Regions from separate parts of the Mus musculus genome. Here regions 2, 3 and 4 are each linked to region 1. Evidence: chromatin contacts called from public HiChIP or PLAC-seq data. All regions are on one chromosome and are shown on one strand. The core of a region is the stretch at or near the end of the contact, and the rest is flanking DNA. Distances in the headings are between cores, read along the strand shown. Region 1 has its middle 32 kb from the start of Nfkbiz. Region 2 has its middle 18 kb from the start of Gm23003. Region 3 has its middle 40 kb from the start of Gm23003. Region 4 overlaps Gm45968 (a long non-coding RNA gene).

What was found. HiChIP or PLAC-seq counts read pairs in DNA pulled down with a chosen protein or histone mark.
Region 2: a FOXA1 HiChIP or PLAC-seq map of pancreatic cancer cells shows a contact between it and region 1. The contact joins two enhancer-like sites. A contact is called at or near these places in 2 of 39 promoter capture datasets (the 3T3-L1 cell line and 3T3-L1-derived adipocytes), 3 of 484 Hi-C or Micro-C datasets (embryonic fibroblasts, pancreatic cancer cells and uterus), 4 of 115 datasets of contacts at active chromatin or transcription factors (the NIH/3T3 cell line, embryonic fibroblasts, pancreatic cancer cells and 1 more) and 1 of 9 other capture datasets (embryonic stem cells).
Region 3: a contact with region 1 is called in a FOXA1 HiChIP or PLAC-seq map of pancreatic cancer cells. The contact joins two enhancer-like sites. A contact is called at or near these places in 4 of 484 Hi-C or Micro-C datasets (adipose-derived mesenchymal stem cells, bone marrow-derived macrophages, pancreatic cancer cells and 1 more), 4 of 115 datasets of contacts at active chromatin or transcription factors (CD8 T cells, effector CD8 T cells, large pre-B cells and 1 more) and 1 of 9 other capture datasets (embryonic stem cells).
Region 4: a contact with region 1 is called in a BATF HiChIP or PLAC-seq map of CD8 T cells, with 6 read pairs. The contact joins two enhancer-like sites. A contact is called at or near these places in 3 of 484 Hi-C or Micro-C datasets (bone marrow-derived macrophages, pancreatic cancer cells and peritoneal macrophages) and 4 of 115 datasets of contacts at active chromatin or transcription factors (CD8 T cells, bone marrow-derived macrophages, embryonic fibroblasts and 1 more).

What each region holds. Positions count from the first base shown.
Region 1 is chr16:55,786,313-55,793,304 of GRCm38.p6, forward strand. No RefSeq gene overlaps it. Among named protein-coding and RNA genes, the nearest start is that of Nfkbiz, 32 kb to the right of the region's middle. Within about 2 kb of position 2,774, at least 74 of the 459 cell types and tissues checked have an H3K27ac peak or open chromatin away from gene starts, as enhancers often do. A contact at or near this core is called in CD8 T cells and pancreatic cancer cells, where this site is marked.
Region 2 is chr16:55,609,784-55,616,377 of GRCm38.p6, forward strand. No RefSeq gene overlaps it. Among named protein-coding and RNA genes, the nearest start is that of Gm23003, 18 kb to the left of the region's middle. Within about 2 kb of position 2,313, at least 30 of the 459 cell types and tissues checked have an H3K27ac peak or open chromatin away from gene starts, as enhancers often do. A contact at or near this core is called in pancreatic cancer cells, where this site is marked.
Region 3 is chr16:55,630,911-55,637,904 of GRCm38.p6, forward strand. No RefSeq gene overlaps it. Among named protein-coding and RNA genes, the nearest start is that of Gm23003, 40 kb to the left of the region's middle. Within about 2 kb of position 1,506, at least 51 of the 459 cell types and tissues checked have an H3K27ac peak or open chromatin away from gene starts, as enhancers often do. A contact at or near this core is called in CD8 T cells and pancreatic cancer cells, where this site is marked.
Region 4 is chr16:55,550,691-55,557,341 of GRCm38.p6, forward strand. The region is part of intron 1 of Gm45968 (a long non-coding RNA gene); the gene reads right to left. Among named protein-coding and RNA genes, the nearest start is that of Gm45968, 28 kb to the right of the region's middle. Within about 2 kb of position 4,686, at least 143 of the 459 cell types and tissues checked have an H3K27ac peak or open chromatin away from gene starts, as enhancers often do. A contact at or near this core is called in CD8 T cells and pancreatic cancer cells, where this site is marked.

The DNA.
Region 1 (6,992 bases), core at 1,524-4,023:
AGCCAGGCCTGTGGCTTACTTTTAAAACTGATATATATATTTTTTTTAACTTATCTCTCAGGGCCTTCACCAAAATTTCCCAGGCTTGAGCTTTGAGAAATAAATACAGAAACGACAATACGAGGATGTAAGGTCACTAAGCCCAGGGAAGACAGTAAATGCCTCGGCGTTCAATATTTTCCAACACCCTCTGTCAAGCAGCCAGCCTCGTGGGAGTAAAGGACCCTCTGGTTAGGTAGCGGTGCGCTGGCTGACTATCCGACTTGCAGTGTTGGTAGTACAGAATTTTAAAAAAACAAAACCAAAAAAACAAACAAACCAACTTAAGGACAGTGGTGGCCATATTCTGACATAAGGAAAGAGAACAAAGTATAGCGCTCATTCGTGTTTGTTTCCCCCTTGCCTCAGCTAATTGAAGTCCCGCTGCAACTGATCTATCTCAACCCTGCCTTCAGTGAGCTTTCTGTGGTCAGTAGATCGTGGTTTAGAGTCTGACTGTATTTATTGCTCTGCTCTGCGATACAGACCTCCTTTTCTAGGGCTCTCGACACAGTCGCCCTCCTCTGCCTGCTCTCCATTGGTTTCCCCCCTTTCCTGAGACTTGGAGCCCTCCTCTGACTTGGAGGCCCACTCTCGATCCCTCTCATGGGGTGAGGGTGGAGGAGGGGGCGCGGGGGCACGTCACCTCTTTATCTCTGGACCCAAGATGCAGCATCACGCCAATACTTATCAAATGCCTAGAGATGCTAGTTGGCGGGATTAGGTGCAACCTAGCTTCTCGTTAAACTCAACAGGGAGTTTTAAACTCACTGAAAATCGTTCTGATTTCACTGACCGTGGGTGAAGCTCAGAGGCTGTATTTTGTAAAAGTTTCCCTCTTCAGTTTAGGGGAATCTAGATGGATAGATAACCTTGTTACTTCACACCAGGACTCCAAAGCCCGGAAAGTTGCAAAAGGTGTAATTATCGTTCTCAAATTTAACTCTTTAGTTACATTTTTAAGTAGAGCCTTTGGATTCTGAGACAGCAACTTTAGAAGTCTCCTTAAAAGTTTGTATTAGAAGGGGAAAAAAAGTGTTTAAAATCGTCTCATTCACATTCAAAGCTGCAGTGCCTGGAGACTCTCCTAAAAGCCTCTTTCAGCCAGGAGCCGGAACATGAATAAATGGCCCCAATGGCTGAGGAGGTGAGATTGTTCTTCCTCTCCCACCTAAGTTTGCCAGAGTTCTTGGGAGTGCCTCTGCCCCACCCTCCTCTAGCTTCCAAAAACCAACAGGCCATTGCCCAGACATGCTGGCCTTCTTTTTCCCGTCCATTGTGAACCTGCCTCGCCCGTAGAATTCTGTTGATGGGGTGGTGTCTCTCATGGGGATAGCGTGACCAGAGAGGCATATTCACACACAGGCAGTTTTATTTGTTTCGTGCCCTTAATTATTTAACTGTGGTTGTGGTTTCGGGGGGGGGGGGGGTTGAGGGTAAAGAGGTGGGAAGGGGTTGGTTAAGAGAAGGCTACTGGTGTAGCAGCAAACAACCAGAAAAGGTTATGATACTCACCCACACAAAAAACAACTCCATTTCCCCAGCCCACCTCTTCCTTCGGCTTCGCTACACAACCACCCGATGTTTGCTCGTGCCAGGAGGAAGAGGAAGGGAGGTCACAAAAAGAAGCAAGGCTTCAAAAACTGCACCTTGAGTCATGACTAATCCGTGTTGTTTTAAGATAATTTGAATAGTCACATTAGTAGAAAGGAAATTAAGACCCAAAGATCCGACAGAGGTTGTGGGAAAGTCTAGGAATCTTGTTGCTGAGAGACAGGAATTCTGGAAGTTTCACTCTACTAGATCCTCTTACCGAAGCTGAAGTATTTCAGCTGAAGTATTTCGCTGGGGATCTGGGAGGAATATGCGTTCGGCTGCTAATGTGAAGCTCAGAATAACAGGACACTTGTGATACATACTGGGAATGGCTTCGGAACCAAACACGCTGGGTAACGCACTGGTCACGGCAAGCATGCAGGCTTGAGTTCGGATCCCCAGAGCCCACACAAAACTGGACACAGCGATGCTGGACGCAGTGGTAAGATGGGAGTTGGAGACAGGAAAGTCCCCAAGAGCTTACGCATGGGCCAGTTGGCCCGGTTTACAAAGTACTGAACAAGAGGCTGTCTCAGACAAGGTGGAAGGCAAGAAAGGACCCCAAAGATTATCCTGTGACCTCTCTGTGTGCATAATGGGAAACTATACTCACACACACACACATGCACTTACATAAAGGTTTTTAAAATAATAAAATAACCACATCACCAAACTTATGTTAGTGCTGGTGAAGATGGGATCCTATATAGTTTAGATTCTGGACAAATGGACCCAAAGAAAGGACAGGATGGGGGTGGAGGAAGAGCAGTCCACTTGCCAAGGAAAGTCAAAGAGTGATTACCAGTAAAACATGGTGGTAGCCCCAGTTTTGCACGAGAAGACAATGGCTGTGGTTCGTGGTTTCTGCCTCAGGGTTTGTCTCCCTTCACTACTAAAGGTCAAGGGTGTTTCCGGGTAAGAAAGTGGAATTATGGGTAGAGGACAAGCACAGGGGAAGCAATTCTCACTGCGGGTGGGCCATATTCACAGCAGGGTGAGATTACAGCAGGAGTATTAAGTCAGAGGTACTGGGGCAGGGGACTCAGTGGTTACAACAACTCAGATTTTTTTTAAACTACCTTTCAATCCCGAGTGGTCAATATAAACTGCATCTGACTCTGCTTCCTCATTTCTACGTACGTAGTTCATGGGCAAGTGATTTCTATGTAGTTCAGAATTGATCAAGTTCACAGCACAGGCATAGAAGTGCGAAGATAATTTTATTAGAAAGGAAACTAAAACAGGATCATCTAGTCAAGAAGAAGAACAGAAAGCCCAGAAACTCCCTCCCAGAACCCCTGGGAATCCTTTGCTCCCTAATAGTGGCAATGCGGTTCTCCTCCTCCTCCTCCTCCTCCTCCTCCTCCTCCTCCTCCTCCCTCTTCCTCCCCCTCCCCCTTCCCCTCCTCCTCCCCCTTCCCCTCCTCCTCCCCCTCTGTAAAGGACTCAGCTGCTCCAGGGTTCCACCTGGATGCTCCCTGGACTGACTCATTTTCACCCAAGGGTTGGGTGGTATAATCAGAGTGAGTTATTTGCTGGGTCTCAGCCACACTTAGAAAGCCAGCCTAGCCCAGGCTCCCTGTGGGTTTTATTGCCAGTTGCCTCTCCTTGGTGATTAATGCTCCAAGGGAACTTTCTGTTCTCTCCTCCCCCTCCTACCACCCCGGGGAAGAGGCAAGGGTTCCCAGGCTGGAGGTAAAAGGAATGGTAACATGGCAAAATTAGGAAGCCTGGTGTCTTGGTTAGTGTCAGAATCGCAAGTAAAGGGCTCTCAAACCTGGGCACTATTAAGGGGAAGTACTCAAAACAGATCTATGTGTCCTTGCTAAGGTAACAACAAATTGAAATCAAGCCCTTCCCATGCTTGCTATGGACCACAGAATACCTCTATACATAGCTTCAAGACATCATAGATTGCAACCCGATCCTGGGTCTTAGTTGACTGAGTTATTTCTGGAGACCCTACTCTTCCATATCCTAACATCCTAAACAAAAAGAAGCCTTCAGTAGCTGCTGTGAAGCCAGATACAGTCATGGACACCTACAGTCTTCCACTGAAAAGGAAGAGGTAGGAGGATTAGAGGTTCAAAGTCATCTTCAGCTACCTAAGTTGAAGGCAAGCTTGGGCTATACGAGACTGCATCTCAAAACACACACACACACACACACACTCACACACTCACACACTCACACACACACACATATACACACATACACATACACACACACATGCACACACATACACACACATACACACATACACACACACACACATACACACACACACACACACACACATACACACATACACACACACACACACACACACCCTGGCCTCTCCCTCCAGACTCATTTCCTAACATTTCAGATCTCAGATCTCAAATTCTGTTTTCTATGTGTGCTTTTGTTCATGTCTTTCCTTCTTTCTGATGTTGGACTGGCTGTTCGATGAACTCAAACTATCTGACGATGTGGTCAATCCTCAGTTTTTCCTGAGTTAGAGCAAATAAAGGCCATTCATTCCCTGGGGCATTATGTAACAGAGGCCATAAGGAACAGGAAAGGTTTCTTGCTCAACCTGACGTGCCATGTGCAATCGACTTCACTAGACTCCTCCAGATCTCACTGTTTGTGAGAAGTGAACAAACAGCCGCCTTTTTTCAGACCAACCCTTCATACCAAAAAGGAAGATGATAGAGGAAGACAAGCCGATGCTCCTCCCTAGTGTTTATCTTCTGAGAAGCTCCCCATCAAACAAAGGTCCCTACCCTAACGGCAGAACCGAGGACTTGGATCTGAGATCCTACCTACCACTACCCACCGCCTCCCAGTCTTTCTCCACATTTCTCTCCATTTCCATCAGTGTTCGTGTTGTCACGTCACTGGGCTTGTATTAATTCTTTATCAGCTGTTAAGGGAAGGTGGTTTTTTTTCTGGACATTACACAGCCATCATGGACAGAGAGGTTGTTGGGATAACCTAAAGACTGCTTGGTCTTAGAGACTAGGCAAAAATCAGAACACAAGAGTAATATCTAAGTCTAAGATAAGAGTGGTGAAGCTGTGAACACTCCCTAGGAAGAGAAGCGGAGGGAGGGTCACAGGGACCTCACCTGAGAGCACAAGCAATATTCCCTCTCTCGTAGCCACCAGAGGCACAGAGTCTTAAGGGAAGTTCTGGGGTGCAGGAGGCAGAAAGTTGAATGAAGCTGGGATACCAGTAGTGCAGCTTTGGAGAGGACCTGTGCTCCTATAAGTACCGACTAATCCATACTTCTGTAAGCATGTTCAATAAACTCATTCATTGGCCAAGTTACACTTGGGTGGAATCATTACTTTGGCCTGCCACCAAAGCCTTATCCAGGGTAAGCAAGCATCCGTTCCCATCTCTCCAAGAAAAGTAATTCAGCAAACAATAAGGAATAGACTGGAAGGCTTATTTCTTCAACTACTTCCCTTGAAAGTCACATTCCAGTTTAGATAGGAAATGTTTCTAAAGGGCGTTTGTCCTGATGGGTTGGTCCCTAAATAGCCATGACGAGAGGTGGGGCCTTTGGAAAACGAGTCATAAGGGTTGATGATGGTGAGCCATTGATCGGTGGGAGAAACTCGGGAGGGAAGGTCGAGTTGACACCAGTGTGTCTTTGCTCCACGGCCACCAGGAGGTCGGCAGCTTTGCTCTGTTCCATCCTGCCTCCACCCCCACCATGACTTTCTGTCTCACTGTGGTGTTGCACCTTGCCAGGGGCCTACACTGACAAGCCCAAGCAGCCGAGGCTGGAATCCTCTGAGAGCCTGAGGCAAAAATCAATCTTTTCTCCTTCTAAGTTGATTTCTGTGAGTGTTTTGTCCTCACCTTTGCAGACTGTCTATTTTATTGCAGAGGTGACCGGAAACCTGGTTAACATGAGTCACATACAGATTTCTAATAGCACATTAGATATGCAATCTCTTTTTAATTTTTAAAATTATCCTCTCAGATAATATATCCACAGTTTCCCCTCCTCTTCCCTTCCCAGCCTCTTCTCCCACCCCTTCCCCTCCCCAACTGATCCACTTCTCCTCCATTTTCCTTCAGAAAAGGGCAGGCCTCCCATGGATATCAACCAAACATGGCATAAATATGCTCTAATTGGGGGCTATATGCTAACGTTCTATATATTTATATATTATTTTACATATAATACTTACAAACTATATATATTATATATATTTATTTACATATATGTTTTATAATACAAATCTCAGAGTTAAATATGTGGTAAGTCCTCACCTTTGCCGAGTGCATATTTTATCACTGAACGTAGAGTATTACACCCAATCCCTGCATCTGTTCAAAGGCCTGGTTTTAAATTCTATCTTTTCTGTTTCTTAAATATGTCTGACACAAGCAACTCTCCCTCTAGCCTTCACTTCTACCCTGGCTCAGACCTTCATCAGCCTTCTCTTGAACTTTTGAATCTGCGTGCTAAACAGATTGCCAGCATCCTGTTTGCATTCCCCTCCTGCATGCCCACGACAAAATCTACTCTCTAGATCTCAGCTCAAGCCTGTTACCTGTATGATCTAACTACTTCTGTGGTTCCCATTACCAGTACACACAAGAGCCTTTAAAGAGTGCACCAAGCTCTCCAAAAGCTGCCCGGTGGCTCCCTGTAGTCAAGTTTTTATAGTTAGCTACAGACACGTACGTTCTTACGTCTTACCACTCTGTATATCTCTCCAGTTCTGAAACACCTCACTGACCTTTATCCACTTGCTGATGTCTGTTTGCCTTTGAGACAGATCTGATGTCTCCCATTTTATGGACTATTCCACATTACCCAAGGCAGAGCTGATAGCTCTCTCTTCTCATCACAATGCAACCCTGTGATTATATATAAGATCGCATTTATTGAGATGTTTTGCAATAAATCCATTATATATAATGCCTCTACTAAACTATAAACTCTATGAAGAAAACTAATATAGTATCTTTATCTCCTGACTGCTTACATAGTTTTTTACAATTAATCTATAAATCTTGTTAAATAAGTGAAAAAAAATGAATGCACAAATGAATGAACAGAAAAGAAAAGAAAGGGTAATATAAGCTTAGTAATTCCAGTCAGTTTTAAAGAAGAAATGATCCAGATTCAAACAACCTAACCCTCTTGCTCAGATTTACCCAGTAGTAAATTGCAGAAATAAATCTCAAACCAATATCTTCTCATGTCTGACCCAGATGTCTCTCCTTTCAACTATGGACTTCCAGCCAAATAAACACAGTAACAGCACAACTGAGATCAGCCTGAACTCTGTCCTAGACATTCCCCATCTCTGAAGCAAGGATAATAACATAATACATAAATTAAAACT
Region 2 (6,594 bases), core at 1,063-3,562, 180 kb before region 1:
ATAACAAGATACAATAAGAGTAAGCATGAAAACAACAACAACAAATCAGGCTAAAGAGTCAGAGATACCACCGCTCCCACCGTAAGGAGTCCCTCAAGAATACCAAGCTACATGGACATACATGGACATACATGGACATATATACAGAGGACTAGTTCGGACCCATACAGGCTCTCTGCTCATCCCATCAGTCTCTGCGAGCCCCTATGAGTGCTGCTTAGATCCTGTGGGCTGTGTTCTTGTGTTGAATACTACCTATAATCTCCTGTACTTTTTCTCCTCTGTGACCTTTATTTTGTGAATATTCTTCTTAGTAAATTCTCAAATTATGATGATGGAGAGGGTCAGCTGTTCCCTGATCTTGACAAATTGTTGATCGTTTTATTTTCTTAAGAAATAATGTGAACACATGGACCAACATATTTCACTGTATAGGTTACTCTTCTTAGAAGAAAGGACGTGCGTGAATTATGTACATATCCCAAACATTCCTTTCCCGGTCTGATTACACCAGTGTAAGAACTTGATTAAGATATAAACTTTATCCTTGCTTTGGGGGCTGATTACTTAGTGGGGAATTGGTTTTTAACATTTAGTATAATCCAGGTACTTGGTCTACAAGTACTTCTATATGGAGAAACCAATGCTTTTATTTGATAACTCAATATATGTTCTGAAGATACAAAACTGACTTTATTAATTCATTTTCCTTGCATAAAAATTAGTTGTTTAAAAGTAGTTTGGGGGTAGGAGACTAATTGTTTGGGAGTGAAGCGTAATTCAATAATACAGTGTTTGCCTGGGATATGTAAGGTCCTTGGTTCAAGCAAGAAGCCTCAGAAAGTCTGTCTTCTCATAGTTTTTCTTATAAACATCTTGTCTCTGACTCTTTTGCCTGCTCTTGGGACTCTTTTCCACTTACAGGTTGCCTTGCCCAGGCTCTATATGAGGGCGTTTGCCTTGTCCGATTGCATCTTGTTTTGTCTTGTTTGGCTGTTATCTCTTGGAGGTCTGCTCTTTTCTGAAGGGACACAGAGGGTAGACTGGATCAGGGAGAGTTGGAGCTCGGGGGAGTGGAGCTGGGAGGAGCAGAGGAAAGGGAAACTGTGGTCAGGACACATTGTATGATACAAGAATCTATTTTCAATAATTATTTTTAAAAAGTCATTCACTTCAGTTGTTTTTCCACTGTGATAATGGATTTGTTCTGACTCATTGATGCTCTTTTGATGGGGTTTTACTGTAAACAGTGGCAAATGTGTGAAATGTTTATGGGGCTTAGCACCATAGGTATAAGATAGGATTTTCAAATTTTATTTTCTCTGTACAAAAAAAAAAAAATCATTGAGTCAAAGCTAAGCTCTTAGCTCCTTTATCAATGAGTTTAGGTCAAACAGGGTAAACTATGAGTTCAAAGTGGCCTGTCCATTTATAATTAACCAGAATGTGTACTAATTACCATTTAGCAAATGCCGTTTATGACCAGATATTGTACATCTAAATTAGCTCTCAACTAATTACTCTGTAAGTACACGGTAGATACCATAACTAATCACTTATGATGTATTCCATTTCCCAGACAATATGTTGACTGAAGCATTGTATCACCATGAGTCTATCTGAAGTAGAGTGCAAAGGGCACACATGACCAAAGTTGGCCGAACAGCATAGCAAAGGATTTAGATTCCATAGTGTAAAGTTAAAAGTTTCTTTCTTTCTTCAACTAAAACATCTGATTTCTTATTTATTATTTATTGCCTCTGGCAATCATCTTAGAATTGCAAAGGAAAACAGCTGGAAAGGACCTCTCTCCCTGCCCGAGAAAATATCCCTAGCCATTAATGACATCTTGGAGCCACCTGGGACCCATTCCTTTCTGCACTTCCAAATAGATAGTTAAGGAAATAAATGAGCTCCTGCCAAAGCTCATTTAGAATGGGACCCTTGTCGGTATTATAATTCTAAATGCAGACTTTATGACCCAGAAAGCATGCCACATGGTGCCAAAAACTACTATCTCCACTTGAAGAAAAGTGACACTTGGAGATCTTGTGTCTCTTCTTTGCTCTGTTAACAAGTGGCACTTGTACTGTCCAATCACTTTTTCTCTACAATAGTATGTGGGTACGATATTTTATGATCCACTTTCTGAGGAAAATGATCACTTGGACGAGGGAAAAAAATGTTTTTCTGATCTGTCCATTAAAAACAGATGATGAAGGTTAACAAAAATTCATGAGTCAAGACTGATACTACTAAATACACCAGCTATGTCTTTGGAATCTAAAAATACACCAAATGACAAGCTATGAAGTGCTCTTGACGTCAGTAGATGACAGTCACCAGCTGAGATCACTGTTTGACCTTCTCGAAACTGCCTCACAGATAAACCTGTGCTGCAATCTTTTAGGTCAAGACCATAGAATAAAACTGGGCGTGGCGCTATATGCTTGTAATCCCAGTCCTGGGAGATGCATGCAAGAAGATGAGAAGTTCAAGGCTACCCTCGGCTACATAGTTAGCTGAAGCTGAGCTGAGCTGTTTCAAAAAACAAACAAACAACAAAGACTGTGCAGTCATCCTGGTGGAGTTCCTGAGCCACTGTTACATGCAATAAGACATTACATCCTTCTAAACTGGGCTAAGAGAACACCCAGAGCTCAAACAACCTCATGATCTACATATTAATTATGTAGGGAGACCTGGAGAGATGCTTCATTTATCTTTCCTACACTTCATTAATTCTTTATGCAACTCAAATTTGAACCTAAGCTACCAAAATTGCCTTTAAGAGGCTTTTCTCACAAAATTCAGTGAAATCCATTCAATTTTTAAAATATCTGCTTAGCCGAATCAGAGTTGTATATTGTATATCTTCGACACTAAAGAAGTTTCTGAACTTTTTCTTTTTTTTTTCTTTTCTTTTTTCTTTTTTCTTTTTTTATTTACAACCTACTGTCACTGTCCTCCTGGAGACACAACTCTGCTATCTTTTTTATCTTTCTGGGTGTATTTAGAAATAAGTAGACTTATGCAAAAAAAAAAAATAATAACTAATCTAGAGGAGGAAAACACAGTAGACCCGTGTTGATTCTTCACTGCCCTGCTCAAATATTAAAGTTAGTATCTGAACTTAGAAAACCCACATCAACAATGCCCTGCTGCAGCTCATGGATCTAAAGGCTCACCCTATCTCCTCCCACCAGCATCCTATCCAAAGGGCAAGTACAGAAAAATATTTAATTTGTGGGTGAACAGAGTTATGACTCGATAAGTCACCAGCTTTGGAGCAGAGCCACAATTCATGGTTCTCAGCCAGTGTAAACAGGGACAAGGAAATACTATTATTTTCACCATGGTGCACTGAGTGCAGGAGAAATGGAAATGTTAACCCATCTGGTATCACTGCGCTGCAATATATCTATTTTGTGTACTGAGTAAAATGAGGTCGGGTTTTTTCCTTTGGAAAAAAAATGCTTTTAAGATTTCAAAATACATTGTCTAGACTGGCGGTAACTTCAAGGTTTCTATCTCATGAATGGCATCATGGGGGAAACTCTACACATACTGAAGTGGATATTTCAGGTTTAGAAACTGCCTAATTATATGTTCTTGGGGCAATCAGATGAGCAATGTAGGCTAAGTGAATATAAGTGCGTAAATGACAGTCTGGATAATATAAGGAAATTATTCTCAGGTCTAGCTAGGTGAAAACTACCATATTGGTTCTATTGTGTTACATAAACAAGGCCTTTGTGTTCCAGGGCAATGATTGCATTCTTCATTGTTTATGTTATGTGTGAGCAAATTCTCTTCAAAAGGTTGGGTGTGCTCCTAGGCCTCTTTTTGTTTATAGGAACATAAGATAACCTGGGGAGGAGCTATGCTGCTAAGAGGATGATTGCACATTCTCTTCTTTAATCCTTTATCTATTGAACTGTAACAGACTGACTCTCTCAAGATGTGTGTTTTGTGGTGTTTTATCCACTCTATCTTTCTCTTTTGGCTTTATTTATGGTTTAGTTTGTTTATGCTATAGTTTTGTTGTTATTGTTGTTAAAGCATCTAGACTCTTTTTTAAAGTACAATTCTAGGACTCTCAAGCTTATCCGTCTATGTTTATGGAAAAGAATATCCCCACTTTGAATTTATGATGGCCTTCCCTCATACATGCTAAAATCAAATTTTCTTTTAAATTATCTACTTCCACTATTTACATCTTATGAAGCTAGGATTTTTTGGCATAGATTTATATATATCTTTTTCCAATTTTTTATTAGGTATTTTCTTCATTTACATTTCAAATGCTATCCCGAAAGTCCCCCATACCCTACCCCTCTCTGCTCCCCTACCTACCCACTCCCACTTCTAGGCCCTGGTGTTCCCCTGTACTGGGGCATATAAAGTTTGCAAGACCAAGGGGCCTCTCTTTCCACTGATGGCCGCCTAGGCCATCTTCTGATACATATGCAGCTAGAGACAAGAGCTCCGGGGTACTGGTTAGTTCATATTGTTGTTCCACCTATAGGGTTACAGACCCCTTTAGCTCCTTGGGTACTTTCTCTAACTCCTCCATTGGGGACCCTGTGTTGCATCCAATAGCTGACTGTGAGCATCCACTTCTGTGTTTGCCAGGCACCGGCATAGCCTCACAACAGACAGCTATATCAGGGTCCTTTCAGCAAAATGTTGCTGGCATATGCAATGGTGTCTGCATTTGGAGGCTGATTATGGGATGAATCCCGGGTGCAGCAGTCTCTAGATGGTCCATCCTTTGGTCTCAGCTCCAAACTTTGTCTCTGTAACTCCTTCCATGGGTGTTTTGTTCCCAATTCTAAGAAGGGGCAAAGTGTCCACACTTTGGTTTTTGTTATTCTTGAGTTTCATGTGTTTTGCAAATTGTATCTTGGGCATTCTAAGTTTCTGGGCTAATATCCACTTATCAGTGAATACATTTCATGTGAGTTCTTTTGTGATTGGGTTACCTCACTCAGGATGATGCCCTTCAGGTCCATCCATTTGCCTAGGAATTTCATAAATTCATTCTTTTTAATAGCTGAGTAGTACTCCATTGTGTTAATGTACCACATTTTCTGTATCCATTCCTCTGTTGAGGGGCATTTGGGTTTTTTCCAGCTTCTGACTATTATAAATAAGGCTGCTATGAACATAGTGGAGCATGTGTCCTTCTTACCAATTGGAACATCTTCTGGATATATGTCCAGGAGAGGTATTACAGGATCCTCCGATAGTACTATGTATAAATCTTTTAATACATAAAAATATATTCATCTCACTAATGTGACTTAAAGACACTGTGGTTCTTCTTCAGATCATATTAACCTAATGTGTCTGAAAGGAAAGTCACAGAAAAGTGACACCACATTTTATTCAAACCAGAGTGGCAAAAATCTCAACACAGCCTCTGCTGGTTAGTGTGAGCATGAGCAGGGTTTCTATGCACTGCTGCTTGGCCTGGAATCTGACACAGACTTTTTAGAAATGTAATCTGACAACACATGTAGTTGTAGAGTGTAATGCTTTAATTCTTGAAAAAAAAACACTGGTGTATCAAATAAACACATTTAAGGCAGCCTGTATATGTATGTCTGTCATCTCAAAGCAAACCCCACCACCACCACCACCACTACAGGCCATTCCTTGGGAAAGTGACTGCAGTCATACAAGTGACGCAAGAGCGAGACAGGAAAGGCCCAAAGGAAAATAAAATGTCATCATGCCTCAAGGCAACAGGTCCTTGATTCTGCCTCCCCTAGAATCAGGAGATGGGAGCACAGTCATTGGAGAAATCGGAAAGAAAATGAGTGTAAAATTTAATGATAACCACTCAAAATAGCTGCTACACAAGAATCTACAGCTAAAGTTAACTGTGCCCTCACAAACTTTCACCACAAACTTGCCTGACTCAAAGACACCTCAAGAGGACATGCCATCTCAACAGGTAAATGTTTGCACAAATATTGATTGCCAGCTACATAGTAAAGGATGCACCCATTTAAAAAAAAGAGTGAGATATACATGTATTGACTTAAGAGACATCAATGATAGCTTAGTCAATAAAGAAGGAAGGGCTGGGGGATAGCTCACTGAACAAAACAGTTGCTCCCTATTGCATTAGGACTGGAGTTCAGATTCCCAGTACCCACATAAAAGCCAAGTTGGAATCTGTTCTTATGATGGCTCAGCAGGTAAGCATGCTTTTGCCACCAAGGCTGACATTTAATTCAATCCCTCAGACCCATATATTAGAAGAAAACCAAGTCCTGGAAGCTGTCCTTTGGCCTCTACACTTGTGTTCTGGCAATGCATATACCTATTCACACGCATACATACATCATACATACATACATACATGCTTTTTTAAAAGGGTAGGTGGGTATGGCCGCCCACTTGGAATTTTAGCACTTTCTTGAGAGGCAGAGGTAGGGGATTCCTGAGATGAATGAGCTAAATCAACACGCTTCTGACCAAGGAAAACATCAGATATCAAACTCTGTCCTTTAATACTATACACACATATACATATACACACATACACACACATAAACACACACTCATACACACACACATATA
Region 3 (6,994 bases), core at 256-2,755, 160 kb before region 1:
CTAAGCTCAGTGATACAAGGATAAAACAATAGTCCTGAAGTACGCACACTTTTTTTTTATTGAAGTAAATGGGGCAGGGAGGACAATGCTGATGGATGGTAAAATATAGAGACGGGGAAAAGGCTGAGAGATGCTGATCCTTTGATGTCTCATGGACCCCTCATGTGTTTTAGTCACCACATGCATTGCCATTCCAGTCTTGGTTTACTTCCTGCATGGCCTGCTTAGTAAATGACCCCAACACTCAGCCCATTCTATAACCCTGAAAGCAAGCCCCAGAAGCCACCTCTCTACCCCCTTCCTTGTATGTAGCCAGTCACTGGCTTTTGTTGTTACCCTTGAATTATTTCTCAACTCCTCCCTTTGACTTCTGCCACAATTAAACCACAGGAATCAAAGCCACAATCATCTCCTTCCTTACAGAAAATTTTCTAGTCGGCTCTCTCCACCCTATTCTTAGCTGCATTACGGATGCTTTTCTTCATGTTACATTGGATTTAGAAGAATAGGAAAGGAATTAAAATATTCCCAGTACAAAATACTAATAAGTATTTTAAAAATGGAAGTTTTGCTTTATTTAAAGATATAGTCTATGAGCGTGTCATATTAAATTACTACATCACATGCCATAAGTAGATACCATTCAGTAATTTTGAATGAAAAATGATGATAATAAGCCCCTTCCTTAGTAGACTGGATAACTTACATTAACTCTAGTCGTTGCTATATATGTTCTTATTTTTAATAAATTATTCTTGTAACCCCATGCCTACTTCTCATCTCCATTCTTTCTTCTTTCTCAACAATGCTCAGCCAGTTCCTCTGGGAAGCTTTCCACCACTGACTAATATCAGCTTTTGTGTTCCTCCTGAGAGGTGCCTCAGTTCCCTGTTTCCACTCTCTTGAAGCCAGGTCACATGACTTAACCTCTGGCCCAGGCACCCTCAGAAAGCTGAACCCATTCGTGTTTCTCAGCACACTGTCTGACACACCATAGGAACTCAATGTGTGTTATTGCTGAGAGTGTGCACAGAAGCTAGAAAGCACACTCAGCAGAATGGAGAGAACTGCACTAGAGCTCCTGTGTGAAAATCAGTGCGACTTTAGTCCAGAAAAAAAAAAAAAAACTGGAGGCTCAAAAAGGTCTCCAACTGACATTTTCTAGTAAAATAAATAAATAAATAAATAAATAAATAAATAAATAAATCTGTTTAAAGACATTAAGATCTATCTGCCATCACTCCATACCTCCTGTTCTCCTATGGACACTCTGCTTGGACACTCTGTTTTCAGAGTACATTTCTTTCTCACTGGCCTTCCCAATGATATCATTTGCTGAAGTGCCATAACAGAGGTACACAGTTTCAGCCACAGAAACCCATTGTCCTGCAGATCTGGAGTTCCATCTGTGGTGAAGAGGTTGGCAAGGTTGTTTCCCCCACCCCAAACCCCCGCCCAGGACTCTGAGACACAGTCTGTTACATTCCTCTCTCCCAGCTTCCAGTGGCCTTAGTCATTCCTTGGCATGGTGATGCTGTTTCTCTTCCCCCTGCATCTTCACACTGCTTATCCTCTGTGCGTGTCTGTCTCTTCACATGGCACCTTATTCTCATATTACTCGTCTTAAATAAACATATCTGTAAGGAACTTACTTCCAAATAAGGTCACATTGTGACATACCAGGAGTGTGTGTACATATACATATACACATAAGTGTGTGTGTGTGTGTGTGTGTGTGTGTGTGTGTGTGTGTGTGTGTGAATTTAAGGAAGATACAATTAGTAATACAGATGAGCATTTTATAGCTACCGTTATTGAGGCTCTGCCTTAGGTCCATGCAAACCAAAAATTTTAATACTATATGCATCTAAGGAAAGGAAAGTTCAAATTCATTTCCTATCAACATCTTTAACAGAAATAAGTTTGATGGCACATGAAACATTCCCTTCAATAGTTACTTCCTGTAAAGTTATGTGTGCAAGAGTGCCAAGGGGAACATAAAAGCCCTAATGATGTCTTCAAACACCATGAAGAGAGAAACCCTGGTGGATCAGGGATTTTTATCTAGGGAAAAAATACTTTTAAAGATATCGTCCTTCACAAATGATAATCACTTAATATTTATACAATAGCTATTTATTCTTTACAAGTATATCTTTATCAATAGACAGAAAAATTACTTTCAACTATTGTATTTTAGAATTCTATTACAATGCTCTCAAGGCTAAAATGAGTAACACTGTTTCACACCTTGGTACTACATCCCTTGAATGCTGTGCTACAGTATTGCTAAGAACAATTGGAATTTTCTTTGACTCTTAGTGAGTTTTCATCAGAATAAAGATACAGTTTTCCCTAGGGCAGATGCATTCCTGCATAATTGTTAATGGGTGTGTAGTAAAGGTGGAAGAAAAATACAAGTTTTTAAACGAACAAATTTGGTTAATGAAATACTAATTTTGAATCCAAAGGATTACCACAAATAGTCCTAACCAAACCGAAATCCTCTTCCAGGAACTGAAAACAATTAAAAGACTGTGATTTTTTTTTTCTTATTTACATCCTACAGACGTATTCAGACCAGAGGGTTTTTGATTGCCTGTCAGCGCAGGGAGAACAGCGAACAACTGAACCTAGTTTCTTCATGAGAGTGAATATCTGTGAAATCACTGCAAGGAAAGAAGAGATTAACAAATACAAACTTCTCTTCTGTGAAGAAGGAGGGATATATAATTAGAGTAATTACAGTTTAATCCTCAGGATTATATTGATAATTAGAACAGAACAAATGTGATAAAACAGATCAGTATTTTCAAATGGCAGGTGAATATCTATTAATAGTTTATAGAACCAAATTACTGAGTCACATGTAATAATAAACAAACATGGCTGAGAATATATGTAGCTCAGTGGCAGGAATGTTTGTCTAGTACACCCGAGGCTCTGAGTGCTAATGAATGGTGAAGCCTTTACTAGTTATGAATTCACAGCAGTTATGGCTGCTTGAATAAGACCAAACTAGTAAACATTCCATGATGGATGTCAAGATAACTCCCAGGCTGGAAGCTATTAGCAGCTTATGAATGGCAGGAGAGGGAGGGTCACTTTTATTCAAGGGTGCAACCTTTTATATGTTGCCTGTTCTCGAGGGTGTCCTACACTCATATGCCTGTAAGCAGTATGAATTTGGCTCAGTGAATTATAAAGAAAAAGAAAAAGAAGAAAAAGAAAATATGAAGTGGGAAGAGAGCATGGAAAGAAGCCAAAAAGAAGTTGGAGAAGGTTATAAGTGGATATAATCAAAATGCATTTATATATTTTCAAAAAGAGATAAATAAAATAGTATTTCATGACATCTTTATTCTGAGTTTACTAAGTACCATATCAATAAGATATGTATATTTTACTGAAAATTATTCTCATACGAATTTGAAAGCTACTAGCTATCAACTCAGCTGTTTTGGCTCAAAACTCCTCTCCAAACTGACTGATTCAAATGGACTTCTCTTAGCTTTTGACTGAATTGCTCTGCTTGGCTTCAAACTAATTCTGGCAATCTGTTCGAATTTTCTGGATTCTAACCTTCTGGATCTTCCTCATTCTCTGGCCCCTTCTATCTTCATGTATAACCTGTCTTTGTAAACCTGCCCCCCCCAAAATCAATCTCTCTCTCTCTCTCTCTCTCTCTCTCTCTCTCTCTCTCTCTCTCTCTCTCTCTCTCTCCCCTTCCCCTCCCTGTTCCCCTCTCCTTTTCCCCTCTACCATCCCCCATTTATCTCTGAGCTTCTCTCTTAAGAGACCTCTCTTTCCTGGACTGTTCTTAAGAGGGATGAATCCTTTCTCTGATTCATTCCATCAAATTTTTTTCTCTTATTCATCACTTTGTTACTCAATTAAAAGTCACTTCCAAACATGGCTGCTTCCTCCTACAAATTAACTTTGCCTGCAGTGTGTGGGATTAAAGGTGTGCACTAAGGTCCTGTCTGTATTCCAGCCAAAGGGATTAAATGTGTGTCATTCCAGTCAGATCACACAGTCCTAGGTCTTTGGATGTGTTCCTTTGCCAAAGCAGGCATGTTGCTGGATAAAATTTCTCTACACTACACACTTGAGTCTGAGAAGTCGGAGGCCCAAAGCCCAAATAGTTGGCTAAGACTGACTCCTATCTCTGAGAGGTATTTTGTCTTCCTTCCCTCCAGAAATGGAGTAGGCAGATGTCAAAGGGAAATGATGAATCTCTAAAAAATCTCACACAAATAACATTATAATATCTTGTAAAAAAAAAAACTGAACCAATAGCATCTAAGCAATATCAGGTTTAATTTACCAATATAGTTGCTGACTATATACCAAGAAAGGAGAGGATAAAACAGGACTCTGGGCCGTGATTCTCCCTGAGGGAAATAAACAAAACTGCACCAGAGCCCAGAGATTGAGCTCTAAGCTCAGATAAATATTCTCACATAGTACAGATTCCAACCTATAGCCTCAATTTTTAACGTGTCTAAATATTGTTTATGGTATGTGCAAGATTGCCACAGAGAAAAATGGCATTTATATAATCTGATATGCTGTCAATTTAGGAAAAATAAAAATACCGACTAGATTATTTTTTCTCCCAAACAGAAAAAAAACTCCTTATATTATGGGGATATATATATATCCCCATAATATAAGTTTTTATAGTGCAGTTTTGTTTATTTCCCTCAGGGAGAATCACGGCCCAGAGTCCTGTTTTATCCTCTCCTTTCTTGGTATATAGTCAGCAACTATATTGGTAAATTAAACCTGATATTGCTTAGATGCTATTGGTTCAGTTTTTTTTTTACAAGATATTATAATGTTATTTGTGTGAGATTTTTTAGAGATTCATCATTTCCCTTTGACATCTGCCTACTCCATTTCTGGAGGGAAGGAAGACAAAATACCTCTCAGAGATAGGAGTCAGTCTTAGCCATAATATATATATATATTATGAGTACATTGTCACTCTCTTCAGACATATCAGAAGAGGGTGTCAGATCCCATTACAGATGGTCATGAGTCACCATGTGGTTGCTGGGAATTGAACTCAGGATCTGGAAGAGGCACCTCTCCAACCCAATATATTTTTTAATTCAGGTGGTGCAAGGATATTAAAATAAACCCTAACATCCCTGATGATCGTGTGTGTGTGTGTGTGTGTGTGTGTGTGTGTGTGTGTGTGTGTGTACATATACATCTGTATTTTTATAAAGCATCATTATCTTTACTAACCACTGTAATTGAACTAATAAAATTTGCTGCTAGTCTTAACTACCAAGATGAATATATTTGGGCTTATTAACAAAACTCACAGAGGCTTCCTAATATTTTATTCGGAAACCAAGTGGCTGAGCTCTCCCTGGGAGCTGCCCAAGCTACACATGGCCTTTGGGCTATAAATGACTCATCGATGGACAGCCACACAGGCAGCTTGGGAATTTCCATCCTTGTTCTGGTGAGCTTCCAAGGCTATAACTGAGGATTCTCACCTGTCTGCTTCTTCCTCAGGCTTCCCAGCAGAGAGTGAGTAGACCATATCAGTGGCAAGTGTGAGACAGAGTTCCTGAAGAGTGAGAAAGTCTTACTAATGTGTGCGGACAGAAGGTCAGGCGCCTCATTATACACCTCCAAAGCCTTCTCCAAACCCTCTGGAGACCTGACTTCTTATTTACCTTATAATCCCACCATCTCATGTGAAAGAAGCCAATGAGCTTAATTTGAATGTCTGCATCTCAGACCTCATTTCTAAACTCTATTTCTGTTCCTCTAAGCCCCTTTGTCAGTTAGGTCATATGGCTCACAGGATTCTCTGCTATGTGTGACTCATTTGAGTCATTTCTTGTGGCCAAAAGAACCCCCCAGAGCATTTACCTCTAATGTCTCAGTGGCCTTCCACCTTCCAACAACCCCTAAACTCTGGCCATTCCTTCTTGAACATTTGGAACATTCTCAGTTACAAGTTCTCAGTTTGAAACACAAGTGTCCACCTTTACTTCCTTTGGGTGTTTTCCCCCCATTGGGCGTCTTCTTGAAGCCAACACCCAAAGCTAAGGCTTTGAAACGTTTTACAGCTCAAGTTAGTAGCACTTTCAGTGAAACAGCTGTGGTATTGTCATGTGATTTCCTTTTACCAGAGTTAGTTTCATTATCACTAATGAGAAATTGAACTAGAATTTCTGTGGCAGGAGGGATAACACAGTTCTGGTCTGTTGCCCATGGTTGGGCATGGCTGAAACTCATTGACCTTTTCCTCAAAGTCTTTCAGACTTGGGTACTGCAGAAATTCCACAAACATTCGTCTGACCAATTTAAAAAAAAAAAAAAAAACACCTTTTGGGGGAAGTTGACCATCTTATTAGCCTCACCATGTAACTCTGATCTTAGGGTCTGTGGTGGAATAACTGCCAAAACATACACAGGCACTACCTTGAAAACCCTAAGCCAACATTCACCAGACATCAGGTTGCATGATTAGAAACATAATATTACCATAAGCCCTTAGTCTACCTGGTGTTACCGTTTGAAAATGGTATGTCCACTGTCTGCTTCTGTGTTTGAATACTTGGTGGTGCTGTTTGGGGAAGCTGTAGAACTTTTAAGACAAAGGGACTGGTGGCGCACGCCTTTAATCCCAGCACTTGGGAGGCAGAGGCAGGCAGATTTCTGAGTTGGAGGCCAGCCTGGTCTACAGAGTGAGTTCCAGGACAGCCAGGGCTATACAGAGAAACCCTGTCTCGAAAAACAAAACAAAAGAAAACAAAAACAAACAAACAAAAAAGTCATAAGGACTGGCTGGTGGAAATAGGACACTTGAATCAAGTCTTGAGGCTATAACCTAGTCTTGTAAGAGCTCCGTGCTTCCTGAAGTGGACATATAGAAGCGGTGTCACCAGCTCCTAGTAACCTAGCAAAGACAGCCCTGGCTGACTTACTTTCCCCGATATGATGGACTTTCTTCCCCAAAACCTTT
Region 4 (6,651 bases), core at 3,436-5,935, 230 kb before region 1:
TAAGATTTTTGTAAATTTTGAGTACAGGCTGTTAGCATTTTTTTCTAGGTTCTGTTGGAGCCCAGAACAAAGTCTCAGTTGGGCTGTAGGTGACAGATAGCACCAACTCAGCAGCCGTGTGAATGAACCCTTTAGGAAATAAATCTTTCACCTGATGCTATCAGAAAAGATGGGCCCTACCCAGCTAAGCCCTGCCTAAGTTACATATTCATGAGCAACACTGTTTTTGAAAAGACTACAACAAGTATTTTTGTAAGCCCAAATCAAAGCGGTGTGCTAGCTCGGGATGCCTAATAGCTGAGGTGAGACACAGTGGAAGAACTGAGGAGTGCATTGCTCTACAGAAAACCCTTTTGACCAGCAGCTATTAAAAGAGAAAGTCTTTTCTCTTGATTCATAGCAGAGGAAGGAAGCCATAGGACAAGGAACAAACAGTGATGTTTCCATGGTAACCGAGAGTGACTCACTGGCACTGTTGGTAATCACTTGTGTGCCCATCAATACACTGGGAGTTGGGGAACATTTTCAGTTAGCAGAAGCTTGTATTGCCAGATGAGACATAAAAAAGCAAATATCCAATCACTTTAAAGAAGAATTTTTTTAACCAGGGTGAAATATCAAGAAGTAGAATAAGCTGCCTACACAAGACTCTGTTGTAAGGAGCACATCCTTAAATATAACCCAGAGCTAACAGACAGTGTTCTGTTAGGGTTGCATTATCTGTTGAATCTCAATTCATAGTGTGCTAGTAAAAACTTCTCTTTCCCAAACTTTGAGGGAGCAGAAAAGAGAGCACTGAATGTCATTCTGTTATTTTTGACTCAATTCCAGTCCACAGTGAAGAACTGCTTGGCAAAATAAAAGCAATAAGAACAAGTTCCAAAGTCATGGGCACTCCCTGGAGAATTGGTAGATTCCAGGGCTAAAACAGGAAAGGGACACATACCCTACACTCTCTTTGTGGGATAGAAGGTTAAGAACATTGTTAGAAGTAAAAACGCAACCATGTTGAAAGGGCAAGGGGTCCTTAAAAGCATACAGTGACCAGAAAATTTTCAGACGTTCAATAACAGTAATATTAGATTATACTTCCAACAATACAATTAATGTCTAGTGTATAAATAGACAAGTCTTCCTGGTAGAAGAATTTTACATAATGCATAGAAAACGTCCATCAGACAACCATAGGAATAGTTGTGGAAGGTAAGATCCACCAAAAGAAGTTAAAATTAATGGGCAAAAGTTTAAGCAGAAATAGTATATTTGTATATCTATAATTATCTTCCTTAAAGTGTTGAGTAATAAGCAAGAAAATGGAAAATTGATGGTGGAGACTCTGACAGATATTATCTTCATGAAGCTATCAAAACATCACCAATAATATGCATAGAAACTATATATATCCTGGTATGAAAGATTGAAAAGGGTTCATACATCCACAGTGTACTGTGAAATACAAGATAATCTCATATTAGTCATGATAAGAAGAGCATCTCCCACGAAGACAACTGGTGCTTTGGAAAGTGTCAAAATCATGAAAGACAAAGAAAAATGAAAGATGTTTAACAAATTAGCTGCAAAAGAGGAAAAACCCAGTTATTATTTTACTACTTACATACATCCAATACTTACAACCCAACATAAAACAACAGATGTGAGAGCAGTTCCCTGTAGAACAGGCAGTTCTCCAATGGGCCCTAACTACAATTCCGATAGAACTTACCTGAACCCAGAATTGGCTCCCACGGGTTAAACATTTAGTCATAGACTATCACCCCGGCATCCGACAGCAACTGAAAGGTGTAAGCTGTTTCTTATACCTGTGATAAATCAGGGTATCAGTGACTCCCTTCTTGGATTCAATTGCTTTGCTAAGATAGCTCTCATGGCTTAGGAAAACACTTGCTCTAATTTTTATATTGACATGGAATATAATGAAGGATACAGAGGGATAGCCAAATGGAAAGGTGCACATGACAGATGTGTATGAGGAGGCGGTGAGCATTTATGTCTCCCCAGCTGTGCCACAGTCCAGGTACCTGATCGGCATTCTGAAGGTTCTCCTAACTCTCTCACTTGGAGGTCTTGTGGAAGCTTTGTTATGAGAGTATGGTTAACTGCATCACTGATCTTTGGTGATCACCTCACTCTTCAGCCTTTCTCCCCCTCTATCTCCACAGAGGCTGGGGGGTGAGTGCAGGTGAAAGTCCCACCCTTCTAGCTACAAGGCTAATTCTCTGGAACCTGGTTACTATGCAGCAACACACCAAGAAACACCTCATTAGAACAAAAAGTGTGTCTGTCACCAAGGAAATCCCAAGGAACTTTTCCCAAGGGATGTGTAAGTCATATGTTCCAAACACTAAGGAATCTATAACAGTCTTAGAATGACTTCATGCTCTTGTACATGGGTCTTACTTTCACACCTTTAAGGTGTGTGTGTGTGTGTGTGTGTGTGTGTGTGTGTGTGTGTGTTTAACTTTGAGTACCTGTAGAAGCCAGGAAACCAGAGAAGGGCCACTGGATTGGGGACTGTCATAAGGCAGGGGATAGCAAGCATAAGTGACATGAAAACAGAGAGAATAGTCGGAGCAGGAAGTTTAAGCAGGGATGGGAAGGCAATGGGCCTGCAAACAACTGGGCATGTCAACAGTCAGCCACTGAAGCTCAGGAGGCAAGACTCCTCCCTACTGACCCACTGCTAGATTACTAGGGCAAAGGCAGGCATCATCTTCATCATCTATGGCTGCATATCCATCCATGAAAGCACAAGGCTCCACTCATGGTCACACAGATCAATAATCTCAGTGGGCCTCAAACTAAAACAGAAAAATACATGGATGTGGGAAAGAGGAGAGCGTTAATAAGAGTGACAGAGATGAGAGAGGATGGGGTTACATTAATCAGAATTCATCAGACTCATGTATGAAACACACCAAAACTATGTTTCAATAAAAAGTCTGAGGGGTTATCTGTCAGCAACTGGAATCAAAGACCAAATATTACAAGACTCTCTTGGTACCCTAATCTATACGAATCTGTGAAATACTGGCACACACAATGCGGGGAGCAACCACCCAATCTCTGGTTGGATTTAAGAGACACTCCATAAGATGGAACCCATTCCTGACACCGCTCAGGTGGCCAAGAACCTGAGACCAGATAGGTCAGGGACCCTGAAGAAAACCACATTCTATTGTTCTGCTAAAGGAACATAATGACAATAGTAGCAATAAAATGGCTGTTAATAACATCCTGCTGTGCTCATAAATCACAGTGTTCTGCTCAGCCATCACCAGCAAAGCGTCCTCATGCAGTAGATGGGAACACATGCAGAGGCTCACAGGCAGGCCATGTGCACAGTGTGAGAGAGCTCGGAACGTTCAGTACTAAACAGGATGTTTCATCAAATCCCTCCCCTCAGGGCTCAGGAAATTGTGTGAAAGAGGCCAGAGGGAATAGATGACCCTAAGAAAACCAGATACAGCGGGACTGGTGCACTTAGGAACTCAGAGAGACCTGTAGCAACACACATACACACACAGGGCCTGCATATGCCCAAACAAGATGGGGTCTCAGTACTGAGAGGTGAATGTGACCATAAGCTTTCATCCCCAAACAAGAACCAATCTCCAACTGACAGCTGCTCACAAAGGAAAAGTTACTTTCTCCAAGGGAGTATTTGCTGCGTGTTGCTCAACCCACACTTAAAGGCAAGCCCCATGCTCAGCTGTAGATGGCCATCATAAACTAAACTCATTTTATTTTCTCTTACTGCTTTATTTGGGCTTTTGTTTTTGTCTACCTTACTGGTCTTTTGTTTGTATATTATTGTTTCTGGTCTCATGGGGTTTGTGGGTTTTATGTGTGTGTGTGTGTGTGTGTGTGTGTGTGTGTGTGTGTGTGTGTGTGTGTGTGTATGTATGTTTCTTGTGTCTTTTCTTTCTTTTTGTTTATTTCGTATTATTCTTTTCCCCTTTGTCCATTTGTCTTCTAGAGAGAAAGAGAGATAGAGAGAGACAGAGACACACAGAGAAAGAGAGAGAGAGAGAAAGAGAGAGAGAGAGAGAGATAAAGAGAAGGCATGGATTTTGAAGTACGTGAAGTGAGGAAGATCTGGAAAAAAGATGTGCAGGGGAAGCTGTGATCAGAATATATTTCAAGGAAAAATATTTTCAGTTAAGAATATATTAAAAATCCACAGTTATACCAGGAAATAAGCATATATATATATATATATATATATATATATATATATATATTCACAAAAAGTATCATTCATCAGCCTATAGACAAATTCAGAAAAGCTACTGAAATTCAAATAAATGAAATAATTAGTAGTGTTTCAATTTTAAGGTAAACATATTAACTTTTATCATTCTTGCATTGTTAGGTGCTATCGGGGTTGAGGGAGTTGAATCAAGGATAGAGAGGAAATTAATGCACTACTTTTTAAACCCTTCCGTACATTTAGAATGGTCTCAAAATGAAGTTTTGGGCATGATAATCACATCTTGGAACTGCTAGGACAGGAAGAATAAAATACTGACTACAATTAGCTCACACCAGCCATTGGAAAAATGTCTGCAGAGAGAGGCAGACGTGATCTCACACCCAGAGACCCTAAAGGGAAGGTGACTCAAGGGGGAACAGTGGACAGCTATGGAAGCAGCACACCATCTGAGGGCAGTGACTCAACTTCCGGTGAGTCACCTTCCGGCCCCTTCCTACCCCACAGCCGTCAGTTATACAGTCTTATCGGTCTGAAATGTGGGCTCTGCTTCTCTGCAGCACCCTGGCTCCTGTTCATCCACTTGATGAATCGTTTCTCCTGCAGGAGCCTTCTGGGGTCTAACATGTCTGAAACAGATCATTTTCTTAAAGAAGGATTCCAGTCCTTTACCTCCTCTCTTCCAGAACCTTCCACCTTGTTTTACTTAGACTACATCAAAATTCCTTAGGGTAGCATGCAAGATACCTTACTGATACTGAGCCACTCCTTAGCGCCAGCCTTATCGCATCTCACGTCTCTAAACAGCCAGATTCCTGCCTCAGCTTCCGGAACTCTCATGAATTCCAGAGCAGATCTTCTCCTGACCTCTGTCCCACCAAGTCATTCTACCACATTAGCACCTTTCTCTGCAATGCAAACTCCATATTTTCTGTTTTTAACAGACTTCCCTGGTTGTTCCAGAGAATTCCTACTCCTACTCTGTCCGTCAGGGTCTGCAAGGATAATTAGCACTCTCCCTCCGTATATTCCTCTGCACATGGCTTTTGGAACATAAGTCATGAGACCCATTCTCTTGATAGTGTGTAAATCCTTTAATGGCAAAAGTGGTATTTAATTCATCTGAGAATTCTCAGCCCCGGCTCTAGACCTGGCTCTTAGGGGTCAGCCACCACTCGTGGTAAGTTTGAAGTCAATGAAAACGTACTCAGATGTGATGTTTCCCAGAGCTGCAAAAGGAGCCATTGTGAAAGAAGACACACGGCCACGCATGTTCCTATTGAATTCAACTTTTCAAATTGCACAAAATACTGGAGAGGAAAAAAAAGCCAGTGATTCTAGGTAAACACTCGGGAGTACCAGTGCCCAGGCTGGCAATTCAAATGCTTACAGAGAAGCCGAAGCAGCTCCAAACAAAGGTTGCTATTAGCAACAGAAAATGCAGCTAGCAACATCAGCTTCAGGAAGAAAAAGTAGGCAAAGATCGGGCTCTAAGAAAGATGGCCATAATGCCAAGGATGAAATATGCAGTACAAAATTGTCTAGCATTCATTTTGCTTTATATTTTTTCCATCAAGGAAAAGAATGTTCACAATATAAGATTCAGATAAACATTGTTAGAGAAAATGAAACCAGTTTGCTTTGAAAAGAAAAAAATTATGTCACCAGTTTCGATTATCCCGGGGTATGAAAATAACTTGATATAAACTGCTTACAAGAAATTACTGTCATCCATGGATCACAGATTATAAAGGATGAAATTGTAGAGAAGTCTGGAGATTAAAAACTTTCCATTAAAAAACAGAAACAAACAACAACAACAAACCCAGACTGAGCTGTTATTAGGAGAGCAACCCTGGGCATCTGGGAATGGTAAGTCTCTTAAACTAATATTGAACTCCCACTAGACTACATGAGTAATCTTATTCTTTAAAATTGTCACACCACAAGAACACGGTCCACAGAATCAACTAACCAGGGCACATAAGAGCTCACAGAGAATGAACTAACCTATATAGGTCTGACCTAGGTCCTCTGCATGTATGTTATGGTTGTGTAGCTTGGTGTTCTAGTGGGACTCCTAACAGTGGGAGCAGGGCTCTCTCTGACTCTTTTGCCTGCTTTTGGGAACCTTTTCCACTGGGTTGCCTTGTACAGTCTTAATATGAGAGCTTGTGTCTAGTCTTATAACTTGTGTTGTGACTGGGTGATATCCCAGAGAGGCCTGCTCTTTTCCGAAGGGAAATGAAGGAGTGAATCTTGGGGAGAGGGAAGAATGTGGGGAGGGACTAGAAGGAAAGAAGGCAGGGGAAACTGTGGTCAAGATGTAATATATAAGAAAAGAATAAGATAAAAAAAGAATAATAAAGAAAAAGTGTTGTCATATACTGTAAATCTTCATTGCCCAATATAGCAGCCAC